3 separate regions of the Sus scrofa genome follow, and all the other regions are linked to region 1. Evidence: chromatin contacts called from public Hi-C and HiChIP or PLAC-seq data. All regions are on one chromosome and are shown on one strand. Each heading gives the region's core, a stretch centred on a gene start, on an enhancer-like site or on the middle of the called end of the contact. The rest is flanking DNA. Distances are from core to core; before and after follow the strand shown. Region 1 has its middle 100 kb from the start of TNFSF18. Region 2 overlaps LOC100516636 (S-adenosylmethionine decarboxylase proenzyme-like). Region 3 holds the start of TNFSF4 (TNF superfamily member 4).

Evidence for each region. A called contact is a pair of places that touch in the nucleus more often than the background predicts. HiChIP or PLAC-seq counts read pairs in DNA pulled down with a chosen protein or histone mark.
Region 2: a contact with region 1 is called in an H3K27ac HiChIP or PLAC-seq map of alveolar macrophages. The contact joins two enhancer-like sites. A contact is called at or near these places in 2 of 2 datasets of contacts at active chromatin or transcription factors (alveolar macrophages and skeletal muscle).
Region 3: a contact with region 1 is called in a Hi-C map of alveolar macrophages, with 2.1 times the contacts expected there. The contact joins the promoter of TNFSF4 here to the enhancer-like site in region 1. A contact is called at or near these places in 15 of 47 Hi-C or Micro-C datasets (adipose tissue, alveolar macrophages, embryonic fibroblasts and 8 more) and 2 of 2 datasets of contacts at active chromatin or transcription factors (alveolar macrophages and skeletal muscle).

Annotation. Positions count from the first base shown.
Region 1 is chr9:115,357,752-115,361,872 of Sscrofa11.1, reverse strand. No RefSeq gene overlaps it. Among named protein-coding and RNA genes, the nearest start is that of TNFSF18, 100 kb to the left of the region's middle. Within about 2 kb of position 1,557, at least 2 of the 83 cell types and tissues checked have an H3K27ac peak or open chromatin away from gene starts, as enhancers often do. A contact at or near this core is called in alveolar macrophages, where this site is marked.
Region 2 is chr9:115,522,760-115,527,044 of Sscrofa11.1, reverse strand. LOC100516636 (S-adenosylmethionine decarboxylase proenzyme-like) reads left to right here. Exons shown (of 3, transcript XM_013979886.2): 3 at 1-1,514. Among named protein-coding and RNA genes, the nearest start is that of TNFSF4, 47 kb to the left of the region's middle. Within about 2 kb of position 2,599, at least 43 of the 83 cell types and tissues checked have an H3K27ac peak or open chromatin away from gene starts, as enhancers often do. A contact at or near this core is called in alveolar macrophages, where this site is marked.
Region 3 is chr9:115,570,515-115,574,347 of Sscrofa11.1, reverse strand. TNFSF4 (TNF superfamily member 4) reads left to right here and starts at 2,081. Exons shown (of 3, transcript NM_001025217.1): 1 at 2,081-2,230. The coding sequence starts at 2,081.

The sequences.
Region 1 (4,121 bases), core at 308-2,807:
TGTATAGTGTTTATCTTTCTCTGCCTGACTTATGTCACTTAGAAGAATGCCCTCAAATTCCATCCAAGTTGTCGCAAATGGCAGAATTTCCTTGTTATGGCTGAATACTGTTCTATTGTGTGTATATATGTGTGTCTGTATAAATAACATATTTAATTCTCTATGTATCTGTTTTTTTACCCATTTATCTGTCGATGGATACTTATGTTGTTTCCATGTTTTAGCTATTATACGTAATGCTGCAATAATATAGGGGTACAGAAATCTTTTCTAGATAGCAATTTCATTTTCTTTGGAGGTATACCCAGAAGTGGAATTGTTGGAGTATATGGTAGTTTTGTTTTAATTTTTTAATTTTTATTTTTTTGTCTTTTTTTTGGGGGGGGAACCCATGGCATATGGAAGTTTCCAGGCTAGGGGTCGAACTGGAGCTGCAATCACCGGCCTAGCCACAGCCACAACAATGCCCAGATCTGAGCTGCATCTGTGACCTACACTGCAGCTTACGGCAATGCTGGATCTTCAACCCACTGAGTGGGGCCAGGGATCAAACTCGTGTCTTCATGGATACTAGTTGGGTTTGTTACAGCTGATCCACAATGGAAACTCCTTTTAAAATTTTTTGAGGAATCTCCACACTGTTTGCCATAGTGGCTGCACTGATTATATTCTCACCAACAATGTACAAGTGTTCCTTTTTCTCCTCATTCTCATCAATACTTATTTCTTGTCTTTGTGATAAAAGCCATTCCGACAGACATGTGGTGATATCTCATTGTAATTTTGATTTGCATTTCCCTAATTATTAATAATATTGACCATCTTCTCGTGTCTGTTGGCCACTAGTACATCTTCTTTGGAAAAATGTTTATTCAGTTCCTGTGTTCATTTTTTAATCAGGTTTTTTTTTAATTGAGTACTGTGAGTTCTTTATATATTTTGGATATTAACCCCTCATCAGATATATGACTCGAAAACATTTTTTTCTCATCCCATAGGGTGCCTTTTAATTTTGTTGATGGTTTCCTTTGCCATGCAGAGGCTTTTTAGTGTGATGTAGTCCTACTTGGTTTTGCTTTTGATGCATTTGTTTTTGGTGTTAAATCCAAATAATCATCACCAAGACTGTTATCAAGGAGCTTACTCCCTTATATTTTCTTCAAGGGTTTTTGTGCTTTCAGAGCTTGCAGTCAAGTCTTTAATTCATTTTTAGTTGCTTCTGGTACAAGGTGTAAGACAGTGAGGAGTGCTTTTCTTTCAGGTTTATTCCCCAGCTATTCAATTCACTGAAATGATCTCCTAGCCATCCCCAAGAATGTCAGGTTGCCAGAGATGGTACATCCAAAAAATTTCACAATAGTCTTCCCTCTCTGCTTACAGTAAGCAATAACCACAAAATTGACTCACTGGGGTGAACTGATTGTGATGCCAGGCCAAGCTCTAGAGAGGTGGGATGTAAAGACAGCTCTTACTTCATGGAGGTACCCTGGCCACATCAGGGAACATGTGATGGGCCCTGAGTAACTGGAAGTGCTTGGTGATGCATAGACATATGTGTCATCTTCATGGTTCCAGCCATATAAGAGGTCAAGAGGCAATGCCTTTAACAAGCCCTAGCTGAGCATGAGGCTGAGGCCACATTGCAACTACTCATATGCTTCCCTTAAAATATGCTCAGTCCTCCTCCTTTTTTGATTTTCAGTAGCTTGCCATCACTGTCATGCTATAAGCCAAGCTTCCTAGCATGACATGTTAAGTCCCACTTCCCAACCCAAACTGGGACCTCTGATGTTTCATCTCTTATCTTCTCATCCTTCACCGTAGGTCCAGTCAAATGTGCACTCTCCTGAGTTATTTCTGCTCTATTAATTCCATGGTTTTCCATGTTCCTTCTCCCCCATGTCCATGAAAAACTTTGTTTTCCTATTACCTCCTCTTGATAAATTTTCCTAATCAATTAGGTGTTCCTTTACTGTATTTGCTTCTCTCACAGATCTTGAAATTGTTCACACTTTTATTTTCAACCCCATAAATGGTCACTGTTTTCTATATGCCTATTAATCTAGTCACATACACTGTGAACTGATGGAGGGTGAGAATCCTTTTATCTCTATATCTCCAGTCCTAACACAGTGATCTAGCTTAATTGTATATCTTCCTAAATGTTGGTAATGCTCCACATTTTTTTTAACCAACTATGTAATAAATACTTGAGTGTCCATTAGGAAAAACTCCTTGTTGTATATGCTACAAAGGTAAATAAGACACATTTTCCATCCTAGGAGGTTAAATCTGGTAGCAATGTGCAGGCATACAGCCCTGCAAAGCAAAACCAGTGACTGGGGCTATGCTGACCTCTACAGAGTAGGCCTACATCATATTCTAGATATGAATTTATTCTAACATTTAAGAATTGGGTTAGTTGTAGAGAAAACCTAAATTTCTGTCTCTTCTCTTGAAAAACTGAAAAAAAATGGGAGTCACTGCTTTTCACTCTCTCATGACAACAAGTGGACTAAAGATAAGAGATAGTCTCCACTTAGATGGGCAGTTGACAACACAGCTGATCATTTCCTAAGTATCAGGTTTTAGTTATCCTACTACTCCAGGCCAATTTCATCCCTTGGTTATTTCCTGGCCTCTGAGAACAAATTTTTAATGAAAATATTATGTGGTTGATATGAGTGAAAAATGAGTGGTTGTAAGTGAAAAGTGTGGACATGGAGGTTTAAAGTTGAATATTAAATGGGAAAACTTGTCTTGGCAGGGGTGGGAGGTGATGAAGAAAATCATTTTATATATGCAGCTAATTCTTGCTGTGGCTTTGTGGTAATCAACCTAAATTGCAGCTTTGGGAATTATTAAATATGCATAAACACAAATGACTAGCAAATTGATTCCAACTGCAGCCAAAAGCTAATGCTTTCTCTGGATGACAATGCAGAGAACCATTTATTCAGTATTCAAAGTAAAAAGTTTAATTCCTTAAATAAAAGCAAAGGAACTGACTCCCCCCTCCCTTTTTCCAGTTCTTTAATGGAGTGAAAAGAGAAAGACATTTCTTACTATTGGGAATGCCACTCCCAGCCTGCACACATCCCATGCATTGAGTCTTCCTTCCCATCCCCCAAAAGCATTGGGTACCACCACTAAGAGTACCCAGCTGCTCCTACTCCATAGAACTGCCCTTTCAGAGAAATCATTTCCTCCCAAGTGGTCAGCCACCTGTAATAGATAGGGAATATAAAGTACTGGCTTCCTTGCCTCAAAGTGGAACTAAACTATGGTATTATTCATGCTCCAGAATGCCTTGTGGGACATAGACTAGAGCTAGTTCCAGCTGAGATCATGTCCTTACTTTCTTTCCTTGCTCTATCCCACATCCCTCCCTTCCCTCCTCCTGAGAGCACCTCTTCGATAAGCTTCCTTCAAGAGTCTGTCTCTGAGTCTGCTTCCAGTATCTGACCTAAGACACTTATCACCTTGGTAGATCCATCTGGCTCCCACTACAAGGACAGGGTGGGTCCAAGTACTCTGCAGCTGTTTGGAAAAGGCAGGACTCTGCCCAGCCTGACACCTCTGCATGTGGGCCCTGTTCAAGTACCTCTTCTGACTTGTATCCCCATTAGAAGTTCATTCATCTATGGAATTGACAGACATACCCCCCAGATCCAGATACAGAAACCCCAATCAGGTCAAAGACATCTATAATGCTACCCCTATCCCCAGCAAAACAGATTTACCTTTGGATTCCTAGCAGAAATAACCTACTAAAAGGCCCAATTTTCATTTCTCGATCAAATAAGGAAAACAGAGAGAGCAGGACAGAGGAAAACATTCCCAAGGTTCAAACAATCAGAACTTCCTATAATCATTAAGGAAAGCTGACTATAAATTTTCACTTCATCTGGAACATCAACAATCCCATGTGTAGCTTTGACCAAGGCTCTAATATCCTTGTTTGACATATTTTTTGTGCTTAATAACATTTAGCCATCATTTCACTATGCAGAATGGTAAGTACCTTCTCTGGATGAGACTCCAAAGCTGTGGATTCCAACGGTGCTGGAATATACTCAGGAGCTCTTAGTATTATTACAACTGAGGGCAGGTTGCCAACA
Region 2 (4,285 bases), core at 1,350-3,849, 160 kb before region 1:
TTAGAAGAGAGACGTTGTAGTTCACTGATGTGTGGCTGCACTGACTCAATTCCCGCCAAGCTGTCTCTGCCATGTTAGTGTGCTCGATCATTAAAATATACTCCTGTTCTGCCACTACCCAGTTTAAAATCCTTCAGTGACTCCTTCACTACCTACAAAGTAAACCCCAAATCTGTTATAGAAAACCCTCCATGATCTTACCTACTGGTTGCTTCCCCACTCCAGGCATTCAAAACACTTTGGTTGTTCATGACCAAAGTGAACATATTTCATTGTTCCAAGGGTCTAGTCAGAGTGGACCATGCCGTGGGTCTCCCAAGATGAATCAATGAATTCTCTGCCCAAGGACTTTTGGGTTTGAGAAGAGAGAGAGAGAGTTGGGGGAAAGAGAAAGAGAGGGAGAAAGAGAGAGGGAGGGAGAAAAAGTGTGGAGAAAAACACTCAGCAGTGAGAGAGGATGAGGTCCATATGCAGAGAAATGTGAAAGAGATGGAGAGTCTTGGTAGCATTGACCCCCCCCCAGTTCCAGTTGGATTTTATTACATTGTTGACCTGGATAACTCCTTCACAGGGAAAAGGACATGAATTTCTGATCTCCAGTGAGGGTGCCATTTAAAAAAAAAAATGCTGTCTGGAGCACTCTTTCTAGCTTGAAGTAGCATATAACTGAAAGACTGGAGACATCTAGTTATTTCTAGCTTTGTCTCTACCCACCCCCCAGCTTTGCCTTTGACGCAAAAAGAAAAAAAAAAGCTGAAAGAAAAAGTGCCAAAGAATATTTTTTTAAAAATGTTCTTTTATTTATTTGTGAGAAAACATTTTGAGGCTAATTCTTCAAGATAAGATCCTGAGCTTTATGAAAATACCTGATAGCTTTAATTTGAAAAAGATAATCTGCTGGAGCATTCAATGGAAAAACACACATGTTGTCAAATACTTATTTTTCTCTCTACAAACTGCCCCTTAAGTACACATCTAGGCTAGCAATGTTTGGAATGTATAAAAGAATCTAAGGAATTAAGTTAGAATTCATTGATTACCTGCATCTCTTTTAGGCTTCAGGATTGAGCAAGTGCGTGTTGTTTGAAGTGTGGAAACTTACACCCATGAAATTTCCCTTTTATTGTTAGCACAAGTCAGTACCTGGGAAGCTGGTTGAGAAAAAGTACAGTGAGGCGTGCCCTGGGATGACTCGTTCCTTTTCATTCATAAGAACTGGGCTCAAGCCTCCCCACCTCAGGGTGGGAGCCATGACTGGGAGTCTGTACGAGGCCAGCAAACCCAGGCAGAAAATCTATATGTGGATCCACAGACCGCAGATGAGAGGGGGCCACTGGTTCCACAAAACCAAACCCAAGAGAGAAGTGGGCAAAGGCAGAGGAGAGGAGCTGGGGCACTGGATCAGTAAAGTAGGAGGTTCATACCGAGGGCTGCAAACAGGAATCCCCCTCAACCTACAGGTTGCTGAAGATTAAGGAGAACATGCTAGGCTGTCCTTTCTAGCCTTTCTTTACTAAAAAAAAAAAAAAAAATCCTTCTCAGGCTTTATATAAAACAAGGAGCTTAAAAAAGGGAAAGGGGTGGAATATTGGTACCGGCGAAGCCTCCTTTAATTAGGCACAAGTCAGAGTTCCACTGGCATATGCTGCATGATTTCTAGAAGAATCATTATTCTAAGTCCTCAGGGTGTTGGAAATACCTTGGCACCGAACCCCAGGGGTCTACTCCAGGCCCTTTAGTCTCTCCAAAAGCAGGAACCAGCCCTTATTAGGGTATTGGAGAGGCAGACTCCACAAAACCACGATGAATCTGGCAGCTGGGAGGAAAAAGGCAGGTCAACAAAGGTTTGAGGGTGGGACGGGACTCTGAAGCGTGAAGGAGGAGGCCTGGCTTGTTTCTGAGCCGAAAGCTTCTGCCTCTGCCAGGCTGATCCAGCAAGTAGCTGCAGCTCCTCAGGAATGTGCTAAGCAGAGGAAGTAGATGTTTGGTTTCATTTTTTAAAGTAATGAACAACTTTCAGAAACTGGCAGAGATATGATCCCTCCAGGGCTTCTGCTTCAGTGATGCAACTGGGACTGGGAGGGTGCAGCTGTGATGCAAATAGCTTGGACCAGCCCAGGAGGAATCTCTCGTGGGTGGAACAGTCTTCCCTTAGGGAAAAAACCGGTGTCCTTGCCCAGTAGGAGGAGCAAGCAACTCAGACTTTTGCTTTCTTGAATCCACCCACTGAATGGAGACGTAGCTGCAGGGTATGAAATCCGTGTTAGTGCTTCTCTGATTTTAAGTAGATTTTAAGTAGACTTTAAGTAGACCCTCCTCTATGGCAGGGTCTTTTGACCACCTTAAGCAAAGGATAAAATAGCTTCTTCTCAGGAAAGGAAATTGATCCTCCAAATCTGTGCTGGCACCTTTATTTCACACAGCTTATTTGTGATACACCTGGAAAAAATCAAGAAGCTGCAGTTCTCAAGAGGTTCACAGTTACAGAACGTAGAAGGCAGCCCAGACTAAATACATGCCAGGACTGAAACTGTATGCAGGAATTAAAGAACAGACTTCCTCAGGGGGTTACTCTGTCCTTCTGTGTCAAAACAGAACTGCTGACTTCTGCGAAAAGGACGCACACTTTGCAAGATCATTTCCAGGAGTGATGACAGAATTACGATGCCCCCCAGGGCCTCTACTTTCATTTACTTAATTTGTAAATGACATCCGGTCTTCCTGCCTCTGAAAAAAAAAAAAAAAAAAAAAAAAAACCAACTTGCGGTGGCTTATTACAAAAGCAAACAAAATCAGCATCCATGTGATCACCGTAGAAACAAGGTAAGACAGGTAGAGGAACATGTTTGGTTAGTAAACATGCCAAAAAGGAAATTAGTATTATTTCAGTGAATTGCACATTCAAGTAGCCAAAAGAGAGCAGTCAAAGAAAATAGCCAAGTGGTCAAAAACAGGAAGGACACTGTAGGATCCGGCCACTCAGGATGGCAGGTCTCTTGTTCTCTGTACGTGCTCTGCTTGACCAGTGCCTGTTTCACAACACCCTCCTCACCTGACTGAGCTTCCTCCGTACCTGTCCCAGGCCACAGCTAGTGATAATTCTTATCACAGGGGCAGGTGAGGGGCGTGCCCCTCTGCTAGTTTCCCTAGTAACCAATGAGCCAAGCTGACATCAATTCTCCCTCTAAGCAGCAATTACCCCAGGAGTGAAGACGGCTGCCATGTTCCACCCACCATCCACCACACACAGTGAGGCGTCACTCCAGGACCTTGCTTCAGACAGGTAAGCTCCTCCATCCATTGAGCACTGATGTCTCTGTTGCTGACTCTGGGCTTTATCTTCAGCCTTAAAGCTGGGCAGGTGTAGGTCTACAAGGCCTGCAGGATGCAGCCCAACAGAAGGAAAGAGGGAAGGGAGGAACCAACACTTACTGAATACTTAACTATGCTATCATTGCTCTAGGCATTTTTCACATCTTATTTCCTCCAGTTCTTAGAAGAGAACCCTAGGAGAGAGATATATTTTTTCCTCTATTTTACAAATGAGGATGGAGATTAAATACCAAGGATTGCAGGACTAGTAAATGGGACTATGGTACAGCTTTTTCTTTCCATCCAGGAAGACAGTGAGGCCCAGTGCTTAAGAGTGTATTTTAAAGAACCGGACACCTAGGTTCAAATCCTGACTCCATCAATACTATCTGTGTGTCTTCCAGCATGTTTTTTACCCTCTTTCTTCCCTGTCTCTGAAATGGGGATAAAGAGGATTGCATGAGATAATCTATATAAAGCAGGTACACTAGTATATGGAACACAGTGACCACTCAAAAACTATTAATTATTATACAGAAACTTGTAGGAGGGGGTGAGAAACTGTGTTTCGATTTTATTTTATCCCCCCCTCCCCGCCCCCGGATTTCTGCCTTAGTCTGTTCAGACTCCTATAACAGAAAACCATATTAGACTGGTGGCTTATAAACAACAGAAATTTATTTCTCATAGTTCTGGAAGGCTGGGAAGTTCAAGACTGAGACACTGGCAGATTCAGTGTCTGGTGTGGACTTCTGGTTCACAGACAGGTGTCTTCTCACTGAGTCCTCACTGGCAGAAGGGGTGAGGGAGCCTTCTGAGGTTTCGTTTGTTAGGGCATTAATCCCATTCATGTGAGGAATCATCTCCCAGGACCTCACCTCCTAGTACCATCACATTGATGGTATCCCTGTTCTATCATCTCTCGCTGGTATTATTGGTAATACTCTAGAGAGAGAATAGAAAGATAATTCAA
Region 3 (3,833 bases), core at 832-3,331, 210 kb before region 1:
ACAGCAACGCGGGATCTGAGCTGCATCTGCAACCTACGCCACAGCTCACGGCAACGCTGCATCCTTAACCCACTGAGCAAGGGCAGGGATCCAACCCGCAACCTCATGGTTCCTAGTCGGATTCATTAACCACTGCGCCACGACGGGAACTTCCTCAGTTTTTTTTTTTTTTTTTCCTCTGCACCCTGTATGTTACCGATACTTTTCTCGTAGGAATAACTATTTAAAACTACATGGAACTTGACTTTTAATTTTGGCTTGGAGTATATGGTGTAGTGTCCCAGTCACCTTATATTTCACACAAAAACTTGAACTTCTAAGACCGATATGTTTTGTAAATGCAAGATATAATGATCATAATGAGGCTATCATTTCATATATTAATTGGTTAACACTAATAATAAACATACCTTCCATTTGCCACAGGCTGTTTCTCCTTTGAATATACCTTATATCAATTTTCTATAAAATTAAGGTGCATATAACAGCTCATATTGTTGATATCAAAATGGTTTTCCTTCCTTTTCTTAAGTATTTGTTGAGTGGCTGATAGGGAGCTCAGAGAGACATACTTGCTTGCCCACAGAAGAGTTGTTCTGTCTTAAAAGCCTCTCTGCAGCATGCCTATGCTATTCAATAAAGTACTGAGCTTACTGTGTACTCAGTAAATATTTAATTTGAACTTGACATTATCAATAATTTTATGATTAATTTCATTTTATCATTTATTTCATTTATTAAGGGCAAGTAGATTCTCTTGGTAGAATATTCTTACTTTCCAAATTCTGAGTCTACTCCTAACCTAAAACAAAGGAACAACCTCAAAGCTTATCTGAAACTATTAATTTGTTCATTCATGCAAAAATTATGTATGGAGAAGATGTAAAGGAGAGGGAAGGAGAAAAAGTCAGGATACTCTTCTGCTTCTTTCCTGCTCTGCTTAAAATTAATCATGTAAGTGTTCACTAAATTTGTTTCAAAGAATTAAATGAGAAAATAAGATTGTAAGGTTGAAAGCACAGTGCCTGACACATAGTAGATGCTCAGTATATGCTAGTTTATTTATTTACTACGATGCAATGGTCCAAAACTAGAAGATATTACTCCTTTATTTCTGCCTGATCTATTGTCCTATTTTCATCCTTTCTTTTTCTTTCCTTTTTTTTTTTTTTTTTTTTTTTTTTTGTCTTTTGTCTTTTGTTGTTGTTGTTGCTATTTCTTGGGCCGCTCCCGCGGCATATGGAGGTTCCCAGGCTAGGGGTCGAATCGGAGCTGTAGCCACCAGCCTACGCCAGAGCCACAGCAACGCGGGATCCGAGCCGCGTCTGCAACCTACACCACAGCTCACGGCAACGCCGGATCGTTAACCCACCCAGCAAGGGCAGGGACGGAACCTGCAACCTCATGGTTCCTAGTCGGATTCGTTAACCACTGCGCCACGACGGGAACTCCTCTTTTTCTTTTTTTTTTCTTTTTTTTCATTTCAAGAATGGTCTGTATGTGCGTTTTTTTTTTTTTTCCCCTCAAATCTGAAGAATAAGTTCAATGCTTATAGTTACCCAATAGGGTGTGGACAAGAACTTAAGCCTAGCATTTCCCTTAAATCTCTTCTAAGATTAAGACGTCTTGGGGAAGGGATAGATGAGTTCCTACATCAACGGATGATGATTTTTATCTTTATCAAGTGACCCACAATTTGGTTACTGGTGCAATGAGAAATTAAGAAAATAGCACACTTTTATGACTGTCATTTCACAGTCACTCAAATCAGAACTGGAATGCCACAAAAACAACTCCCTGTTAGCCCAGAGAAAAAAAAGAAAGAAAGTAAAGGGGAAATTCAGATTAGTCACAAAGAAGTTCCCCCGCCTGCCTGCAAAAGCTGCAGCATTAAAACTGAGAGAGTCCGCTCTGCTCTTTCAATTGCCTCTTATCTCTGGTCCTGGGAGCTCTGTGTATTTTCTAATTGATACGCCTTCTTTTGGCTTTATCTCCTTCTTTGCTGGAAAGAGATCATTCTTCCCTCTGTCAGATTCCTGTGTGTCACAGTTTTTATCTTCCTTGCATCCAGATTGTGAAGATGGAAGGGGTCCAACCCCTAGATGAAAATGTGGGAAACGCACCAGGACGAAGACTCTTGAGGAACAAGCTATTGTTGGTGGCCTCCGTAATTCAGGGTCTGGGGTTGCTCCTGTGTCTCACCTACATCTGCCTGCACCTCTATGCTCAGGTAAGATGCACCACTGGCATGTCCTTTCCTCCAGGTCATGCCGATGGCAGCTTATGGTCACTTGGAAATAATCTGACTCCAGAATTGTTCACTTTTTCTCCTTTTCTCCTCAGCAATTGTAAAGTGTGGTCAAACACCCTCCTGTCTCTCTTTTCCTTCCTTTTTTTCATCAATGGCAGTGGTGAGGCACAGTGGCAGGGGCACTGCTTCTGAAGATTTTTTTTTTTTTTTCTTTGCAATATAAGAATTCTGGTATTCCTTTATGAGCTGTCACTTTGAAGCTCTGAGTCACTGATATACCTACTTGGTTTACCTGTTCTGCTAGTGAGCATCTGACCATGGAATTTATTTAAAAAGGAAATAAGAGAGAGACCATTTCCGCTCTCCCATCATATTCATAAACCCCATAGATACTCGAGGAGATATGCTTTTTGAACAATGCTGAAGGTATTCACTGTTAATTTCTTTTAAGTAGCTAACCTGTATATTTTAAGGGCAGAGATATGTGTTTTCACATCTGTATGTGCACATTGGCCAACCGTTTACCTCGGCAACTTAATCCAATACTGTTCCTCACAGTCTTTCTCTACCATTCACAACTTATAGACATCACTTTGTCCAATACATTATGTAGGAGGTAATCATCTTTTTAGTACTTTCATCACATAAATAAAGGTATTCTTTCTATTCCCCTCTTTTTATCCTGGTCTCTTTTACATTATTTTTCTTATTTACTTGCTCATATCTACAAATATTATTAACTCTTTAAGGATGTTCTTGACTGTGGGAGATTCCACTGCAAAGAAAATAAATGAATAGTCAGTCTCTCCATGTTCCCTTGTTGGGGTTAGTCTGATAATTCTTGTTTCCCCTGTGGTTCCTCTGGGTTAGAAAAGTCTCTCCCTGGTAAAGGTCAGACAGTAGGAACTTCTATTTCTGATGGCTAGGTCAGAGACTGGGGACCTCAAGTTAGATCAGAATAAGATGAACAGAGTCCTAGTCAATGCCTGGGCTTATCTTTGCCTACAGGAAACAGGTTTTCAGTGCATAAAGGCTAGTGAGAGTATGGTTATAACCACTGTACGGCAGAGTACTCCTGTCCCCAATTCCAGAAGAGTAGCCGATGTCATGCTCAAGTCTGTAGATCAGCGGGTACCACAACACACCCATCCTCTCCTCATCACGCCACACGTTTCCTTCTCTGTGCAGAACCAACCCTTTGGGTAAAAATGGAGTAGGTGATCTGGGGAGAGGGTGTGGGGGAGGAGCAAAGTGTCCATGGCAGGATGCCCAAGACATAGACCGGAATTAGGCTCTTCCGAGAAGAAAACGCAGTAACCCAAAATAGAACAGCTGTATTTGTTCACCAGGTCCGGGAGCCCTGAGAGTACTTTTTCAAACAACCACAGTGTTACATATTTCCTTACACTGTGGGATGATAAAAAGACAGAGCAGATGGCCCGAGTCAAGACTCAACAATTAATTGCACTAGGGCTGTGAGCAGGAGAGAGCAAAAGGTAAAACAGACATAGACGCGTAGCCAGCTGGTGGCGGGGCTGCCCCAGACCGTCAATACCCAGGGGACGCAGAGAAGAGGGATCCG